3 separate regions of the Zea mays genome follow, and regions 1 and 3 are each linked to region 2. The links are chromatin contacts, called in public Hi-C maps. All regions are on one chromosome and are shown on one strand. Each heading gives the region's core, a stretch centred on a gene start, on an enhancer-like site or on the middle of the called end of the contact. The rest is flanking DNA. Distances are from core to core; before and after follow the strand shown. Region 1 holds the start of LOC103635511. Region 2 holds the start of LOC100194384. Region 3 has its middle 180 kb from the start of LOC100194384.

Evidence for each region. A called contact is a pair of places that touch in the nucleus more often than the background predicts.
Region 1: a contact with region 2 is called in a Hi-C map of endosperm, with 5 times the contacts expected there. The contact joins the promoter of LOC103635511 here to the promoter of LOC100194384 in region 2. A contact is called at or near these places in 6 of 25 Hi-C or Micro-C datasets (ear, endosperm, leaf and 1 more).
Region 3: a Hi-C map of tassel shows a contact between it and region 2, with 2.6 times the contacts expected there. The contact joins the enhancer-like site here to the promoter of LOC100194384 in region 2. A contact is called at or near these places in 2 of 25 Hi-C or Micro-C datasets (ear and tassel).

Annotation. Positions count from the first base shown.
Region 1 is chr8:87,595,213-87,597,912 of Zm-B73-REFERENCE-NAM-5.0, forward strand. LOC103635511 reads left to right here and starts at 1,353. Exons shown (of 8, transcript XM_008657947.3): 1 at 1,353-1,783; 2 at 1,877-2,007. The coding sequence starts at 1,468.
Region 2 is chr8:87,776,515-87,779,214 of Zm-B73-REFERENCE-NAM-5.0, forward strand. LOC100194384 reads right to left here and starts at 1,361. Exons shown (of 2, transcript NM_001139416.1): 1 at 958-1,361; 2 at 82-800. The coding sequence starts at 1,077. The coding sequence ends at 333.
Region 3 is chr8:87,961,114-87,963,813 of Zm-B73-REFERENCE-NAM-5.0, forward strand. No RefSeq gene overlaps it. Among protein-coding and RNA genes, the nearest start is that of LOC100194384, 180 kb to the left of the region's middle. Within about 2 kb of position 1,423, at least 12 of the 20 cell types and tissues checked have an H3K27ac peak or open chromatin away from gene starts, as enhancers often do. A contact at or near this core is called in ear and tassel, where this site is marked.

The DNA.
Region 1 (2,700 bases), core at 103-2,602, 180 kb before region 2:
TCACCGTCAATAAAGGCCTTCTCTTCCCCAACGTCGGCCACAAATGTCTCATGACTAAGGATAGCAAAAAGAAGAAGGTACATTCTAGAGATACCCCAAATACACTACTTCCGATGATGAGGGTAGCTCTAGTGATAATGATGATGATTTAACTTCACTTTTTGCTAACCTTACTAAAGAGCAAAAAGAAGAAAATTAATGAATTGATAGAAACCATTAACGAGAAGGATAATATCTTGGAATTCCAGAAGGACTTGCTCGTTAAGGAAAATAAAAAATTTGTTAAGCTAAAAGATGCTTATGCTCTTGAAGTAGAAAAATGTGAAAACTTGTCTAAAGAGCTTAATATTTGCAATGATTCAATTTCTTGTCTTAAAACTGAAAATGCTAGTTTAATTGCCAAGATTGAAGAATTGAATGCTTGCAATATTTCCACATTTACTGTTGAATATGCCACTATTTGCACTAGATGTAGAGATGTTAATATTGATGCTATGAATGATCACCTTGTTATAATTAAAGAACAAAATGATCACATAGCTAAATTAAATGCTAAAATTATCGAGCATGAACTAGAGAATGAAAAATTTAAATTTGCTCGTAGTATGCTTTATAATGGGAGACGCCCTGACATTAAGGATGACATTGGTTTCCAACAAATAAGCCAAAGCAATGTCAAACTTAATACCCCTAAGAACAAGCTTTTTAACTTTGTTAAGGGCGAGACTCCTATGGTTTAGGATAGAGAAGGTTACATTTTATACCCTGAGAACTATCCTGAGTACAAAATTAGAAAAATTCATGCTAGAAAATCTCATTCTATTTCTCATCATGCTTATATGTATAGTAATGAGGTTTCTAGCTCTAGGCATGCAACTCAAATCAAAATGCCTAAAAAGAAGATTGCTAATGCATCAAACGAACATAGCATTTCATTCAAGACTTTTGGTGCATCTTTTGTGCTCACTAACAAATCAGGCAAGGCAGTTGCCAAATATGTTGGGGGCAAACACAAGAGTCGTAGAAGATTTAACCGGAGGTTAGAAGGTTCAGACAGGTAGATGATTGTTAAACGTGAGATAGATTGTGATATTCTGGCCAAGAATTAATAGGATGAATAGAATATATATATATCAATAAGGTGCATCTTATTTTTCATAAGTCTATTTTGAAAGAATCTTAGAGTTAAGTGTGTTTGACCTATAACAATCTCGGGATGAGTGACCGACCAGAAACTTCTCGAGTGCACATGAGTGAGAACGGATGCATATGATTGAGAATAAAGTACGCACAAAAGACTTGACTTGTAGTGATGTGTGGAGATGGTATATGTAGATGCGAAGAAGCAAATAACGCTGGTCCGCAAGTGGCCGGGTGTTACAGGCTCGTAGGTCCGATCGCCGGAGTCACATGCTCTGGGCTGGCTTCTGCTGCTAGCTGCCTCGCTAGCCGCCTAGCCCAACCGCAATGCGCGCCATCGCCTCCCCACTTGCGCCTCCTCGCCCAGAGCCACCCATTGCCGTCCGATCAAGATCCAACGCCCTCAAACGCGCCACTTTACCACCAGTCCCCCTCACCGCCGCCCGTCTCCGCCTCCGCCGACAACCGGAGCCAGGGCCCTCGCCACCCACCCGATTGAGCCACCCCATGCCTCCTCCCACTGCGACGATGTCCCCCGCAGCTGGCGGTTCCTTTCCTGAGCTCACCTGTCCCGCGGACTTTGCCACCGTCGCCGCCCCCGGCGGCCGCTTCTCCGTCGTCGGCTTCGGATCCCTCCTTTCCGGTGAGCGGGACGAAGATCGTTGTCACGGGTAATGGATTCCTCGATCCCTGAACCTGCTAGCATGACGCTCTCTAGCATCCTGGTTGGTGGCAGAGCGGAGCGCGAGGAGCACGTTCCCGGAGCTGGAGGGCTTCCGTGTCGCGGTGCTGCGGGGGTTCCGCCGAGTCTTCGCCCACGCTGCCCCCATCTTCTTCGAGCGCGGCATCGCCATCGAGGCCACCAAGGTCCCCATGCCTAGTATTTCTCTCCTCATGTCATCGTTTAATTAAGCAGCAGGTTTCTCCGTGTGTCTGATTCTGCAAGGTGGATAGGATTTTGATCAGGGCATTGATGACTCGTGATGTCTACTTCACTAATTTTTCATTTCTGAATGAAGTGGCATCTTTGCGACTTTTGCATGACTATGTGATCTCACTAATTCGTCCTGAATGTTAGTTTTTGTAGAGGATTTCAGATAATCTTTTTTTACAGAGCAATACATGATGAACTAGCACACCTGTTGCGTACACCTGAATGTGCAGACAGGCAAATATGCACTTAGTACTAAGGGTACTTGGATGATACTGCAATTTACCATCGTAGGGTTTTATTTGTTTTTAACCTGCGTTTCCTCGATGTAATGCAAACTGCAATACTAGTTCCACGACACTAGACAGTAAAAAAAATAGAGATTTCAATTAAGTAGCTGCATTGAACAAATATATGTATTGGTTCATGCACGAGGGCCTGGATTTTAGTGCCCATTAAGGAGCCTCTCTGCAAGACTGCTTTTGCTGCTCGTTATTCTGATCCTTGAGAAAAATAAACTTTGATATGTTTTGAGATCCAATGATTTGACATTGGACTATGTTTGCCAATGTAGAGCACTGTAATACTGTATGTACTTCCCTGGGAAAGTTGCATTACCGGTTTCTTGT
Region 2 (2,700 bases), core at 111-2,610:
TTGGAAACTTCTTAGCATTGTTTTGAAGTTGCTCTAATACTAGAATCTATCGTCTCTTAATCTAAAGTTCAACGCAAAACTGAAGAAGTCAGAACTTCCATATAGGAGCCGGCAACCTTCTTGGAGCAACGAATTTGAAAGAAAAACGCAGCTGCTGCAACTACATCTGGAAAATACCCCACAGACGGGAGAAGAAAACCAGGAACAATTATAGAAGCAAGCAGTTGATATTTGACCGACTAGTCCAGGCGCTTGGACAGGGTTTAATTTACTGACGTCTTGTGGTCCAAGCTTCTGAAGAAGAAACCCGCGTCGGCCTGAGGTAGCTAGCTTCAGGTGACGAGGTAGATGGGCATCACCGGAGCGCCTCCAGTGCCAAGGCTAGTGGACCTGAGGCTGACGTAGGGAACCGCCACTGCCGCGGCGCCAAGCTCGGCGGCGGCCAGGCGGCCGGACCGCACGGCCGGTGCCCAGCACGTGCACGCGGACGCGCCGCCGCCGTCGTCCCCGCCAGCATCGCAGTCGGTGAGGTACATAGGCACGGTTGGCGACGCGGGCGACCCGTACTGGGGAGGTGGAGCTCCTGCGGCGGGTCTGGTTGATGAGGGGCGCTTCCTGAAGAGATGGAGCGCGGCAGAGGCGGCGGAGCTCCACCACCGGCGGCGCTGCTGCTGTTTCTGCTGGCGGTGGTGCTTCTTGGCGATGGGCTTCTGTAGCTTGAACCGCGCGGAGTCCAGGGGCTTCAACTGCGCAGGCTGCTGGTGGCGCTGGCGCCTGCCCCACGGTCGCTTCGCCTCAGGCTGAGGGGAACAGAGGAACCACACCGCACGTCAACAAGATGCAAGAACGTAACCAGCGTCCAGCATGCAGCAGGCATGATTGGATCTTTGTTCCTTTTGGAAGAGGTCGATGCAATCATGTAGAGCAGTAGTGTAGTGTTGAGAACTAGAGATGGACCTGGGAGGGGAAGTGGAGGAGCTGCGGGTCGAAGCCGTAGTCGCTGAAGTGGTCCGACTCGGGCTCGGAGGCGGGCGCGGGGAACGGAGCACTCACGGCCGCCGCTCGCTTCTTCCCCATCGCCGCAGGGCCTCTCAGTTACCGCCGGTATGCTCTGTGCAGTGCCGTGCCGAGCCAGCCAGCTTCGCAGGGAAAGAAACGGAGCCCAGGGAGGTAGAAACAAGGAACCACGCCACCAACTCTTGTGTCTGTCTGTCTCTGGGAGTCTGGGATTTATTTTATTTTTGTTTCTGTTTTGTGAAAGGAGTCTGGGATTCGGAAAAGAAGGCCATGGAAGCTGCGATCTCGTTGAGTCGTTGTAAGTATTGAAGCGCGGCGGATGTTTGGGGAGATGGGCAAGCAAGCTCGAAGAGTGTTGAATTGAGTGAGCTGAGCTGGTGGGCAAAGGAACCGACCGGCCCAGCAGCCAGCAAAGTGACCGTTGCAGCTGCAACTGCTCCCGCTCCCACTCCCAAGCGCGGTCCCTTGAGAGCCTTTAATGGCAGCGGCGCCCTCCTTTTTCAAGCCTTTCTCCATTGCTCGTGCCTCCGCTACTTGAAGAGACAGACTGTAAAAGGGAGGCCGGTCTGTCCGTCAATCCTTTTGACCAACCAACCGGCAAGGCGACAATGCGTACCAGCGCACTCTGCCCTCTGCTTCTTTTTTTTCCCCCGGCATTTCCGGTTTGGGTCTTGCCTCCTTGAGAAAATAGTTCCTTAAAAAGTTTTATAGTGTTATTTCAAAACTGTAATATCGTATGAAATAAAAAAATATTAAACTTCTGCAAGGTTTTATTCTATTTTTTATCAATAAATACGGTCTATTTGGTTTACAGGTTAACCATATCTAAATTCATCCGTTCTAGTATCCGAACCTAATTAGGTCGTTTGGTTTGTATCGTCGATTCAAAATGTTTTCCATAAATACATTCCTAGCACCACTTTGTACTAGGCTATTAGTACAATGACAGTAGATTGCAACGGCACAAAGGTCATATTTTATGGTATAGTACAACACAGTATGACATGTGAGGGCTTAGATGCAAGCATCCTATCCACAAAAGAAAAAAAAATTAAAGCGGTGTCGTGGCTAGAGATGGCAATGGTACCCGCGATCCGATACCCGATGGGTATTTACTCCATTAGGGTATGTATGTGGGCTAAATATTCTACCTGTAGGTCTGTTATTGGGCAAAAATCTTCACCCAATGGGTAAACGGGTATTAGAACGTTCCGCCTTCACCCATACCCGTTAACCCGTGGGTATAAAATACCCAATATAAACTTTGCCCAAGCATGAACTTGGATTTTAGTCATCCAACTTTTTATTATTTAACAACAATTTAATGACCATGTAATGGAACATGTAATGTGCTATGTAGTACTATCATAGTGTTATTACTTTATCTAATTATCTTTGGTGTGTTGAATGGATGATTAAATGATGCTAGAAAATTTTGTAGCGGTATTTATATAGATATACTTGAAATTTGTATAGTATAATATTTTGATAGTAGTTTAATTTTTGTGGGTACGGGTGACCCAATGGATGACCCATACCCACATGAGTATGGGTATGGGGGTAAATCCATACCCGCCAGTGTATATGGGTGACCCGGTGGGATTATTTTTGCGTCGTGGGTATGAGTATGAGGTAGTAATACCCGGTGGGTATTTACCCATTGCCATCTCTAGTCGTGGCCGA
Region 3 (2,700 bases), core at 173-2,672, 180 kb after region 2:
CTCTTTGCCAAGTGTCAAATGATTTGCCAAGTGCTTTTTCGGACATTCACCAAATAAGTTCTTTGCCAAGTGCCAAACAAAACACACTCGGTAAAAAACACTCGACAAAGAGTTTCTTTGCCGAGTGTTTTATTTTTGACACTCGGCAAAGAGCTTCTTTGCTGAGTGTTTTTTTCATCACTAGTCAAAGACAATTTAAAAATCGCATTTTAAAGCAGTAAATTAATTTAAATAAAAAAGTTTTCAACGACAAATTTATGTAACTTATCAAGATGTACAAATTATGTTTCGGTCATTTCTTTATATGACAAAATAAAAGTAAATTTGTTCATAAAAACTATATCTATCTCGTAGTTTATCAAACTACAAGACAAATGTATAAGATTTGTGAATAATATTAGAACCAACATGTGGGATGAATAAAACACCAAAGAACCAAAATAGCTTTGTAGATCTTGAGAAGTTTTTGAATTTTGTAGTTGGCAATCTTTTGATTTGAAGTTAGCTTGTCAATGAAAACTACGTTTCAATTTTAAAATTTGAATTTTCAAAATAACCTCAAGTGGAAAAACCACCAAAATGAAAGTTGTATGTCTTAAAAAGTTATGAAACTTTGTAGTTGTTAACATTTTGGTTTGAAGTCATCTTGTCATGCAAAATTTTGTTTGAATTTTAAAATTCGAATTTTTCAAACGACCTCGGATGGACCAAAATAAAATTTGTAGGCTTGAAATGGTATGAAATTTTATCATTGACAATTTTTTATTTGAAATAATCTTGTCATAGAAAAATATGTTTGAAGTTTTCAAATTTGAAATTTAAATTTTGTAAATGACATGGGATGAAGAAACTATCAAAATGAAAGTTGTAGATCCTTCAAAGTTATTCAACTTTACAGTTGACAATATTTTCATTTGAATTTATTTAATACCTAAATAATCAATTTACTCTTGGTTTGTTATAATACGTGGGAAATGAAAATATAATATATGCACATGTGATATAGTTGTGTAGTGGTAGATGAGATTGTGCGCGAGAGAAAGGTTGATGAGGTAGGGCAATGGTGATGGTTGGGGTTTTATTTCCCTAGTTAAAAAACGTTTTGCTGTTTTTATGGATTTTTTGTGATTATTAATTTACCGAGTACTTTTCTTTGTCGAGCGTTTTTTGACACTCGGCAAAAATTTTATCAAATGCCCAAAAAAGTACTTAGCAAAAAATCATTTGTCAATAAAATATTTGTTGAGTGTTATTTGACTTTGCTGAGTGTAGAAAGACCTTTGTCGATTTTTTGGAACACACCATAAATAAAGCCAGTCCGATAGTGCAGGTGCTGCTTTTCACCGTGACGGCTACTTATATGCGCGGGATCAAGTGGACATCTATCTCCTCGTGGGCCTGTTCGTGATTACGGACTAGTCCAGGCCGAGGAAAGGCCATGGCCCAAACGCGGATTGCAAATTACATAACTCTCCTAGCTCTCCGCCACTAGGCCAGGCGCACGTCCCATTACATATTCCAGAAAAAAATTGGAAAATGAGGAAATTCTTGGTTAATAGAAAAAAGTTGTGCATGCCATTATATATACATTTGTTTTTGGTTGCTTATAGGGTAGCCCAATCTCTTTAAAAATCTTGGATCTGCCACTTTAGTCCTCTATACAATAAATATGTTAGATTAATATGGATTTGGTCTAAATTAATATTCAATAATAGTCAATGATAAAGGTCAATTTTGATGCTATGGTGTACTAATAATTTAATACTATATTAAAAGTTTAAGGGACAAATTAATCAACTTAAATAGGTGGACCATTGGTGTATCTATTGAGAAGTTAAGAAAAGAATGAAGGATTGTCACATGCGCGCGCGTCCCGCTGACGGGGCCGTGGCTCGTGGTAGATCGGACATTGGTCTGAATATTTCTTCCTAATGGTTGCACATTTTGTTTGGAGTACTGACCGACCGTTTCCTGTCTTATGGCTAGTAACGGACGTCTCTTATGGCACTTCGGTTCCTGGCTGGCTGTAATGGTTGTCAGTTTCTGGCTCTGATGGTGACCGTTACAGTCTGTTCCCCTCCCTCTGCGCATGTATAAATACGGAGGAGGTCGACACTCTTCCAGTGACGCGAATAGTCTCTCAGACGTGTTGCACTTAGCCCATTCCAGACCCAACTTCTGCAAGCACAGAGAGAGTGGGAGAGCAGGCCTCCGAAATCACCGTCCGTAGAGCTACACTTGCACGGGTGTGCGGGCGATCAGGTTTTTGGGGAGCGTACTCGCTACTGCTCGCTCCGTCCGCTCAACCAACGTTGATCCGGTTCTTCGTTGTCGGCGTCGTTCGAGGGACTGCACTGCATACATCTGTCTGCATCGACTGCATACGACTACATCGAACATACACACGAGACATCTCGTATGAATGGAGCCACTGATGCCTTAAGCATTGATCCCTCCGCGGGGTACACTCTGTTCTTTGTATTTGTGCATGTTTTACTGTTGTTTACTTCTTATGTGAGTAGTGATACACACATGCACGTACATGTCGTCACATACATCATACTGGTTTTCTGGATTAAATTAAAACTGATAGTGTCTAATTCTCTAACAATCCAAATGTAACATCTCGAAATCCTAATTTGAGACTTAAAAATTTTAAAAATATCATGAAACCTAAAACAAATAAGTGTTCTAATAAAG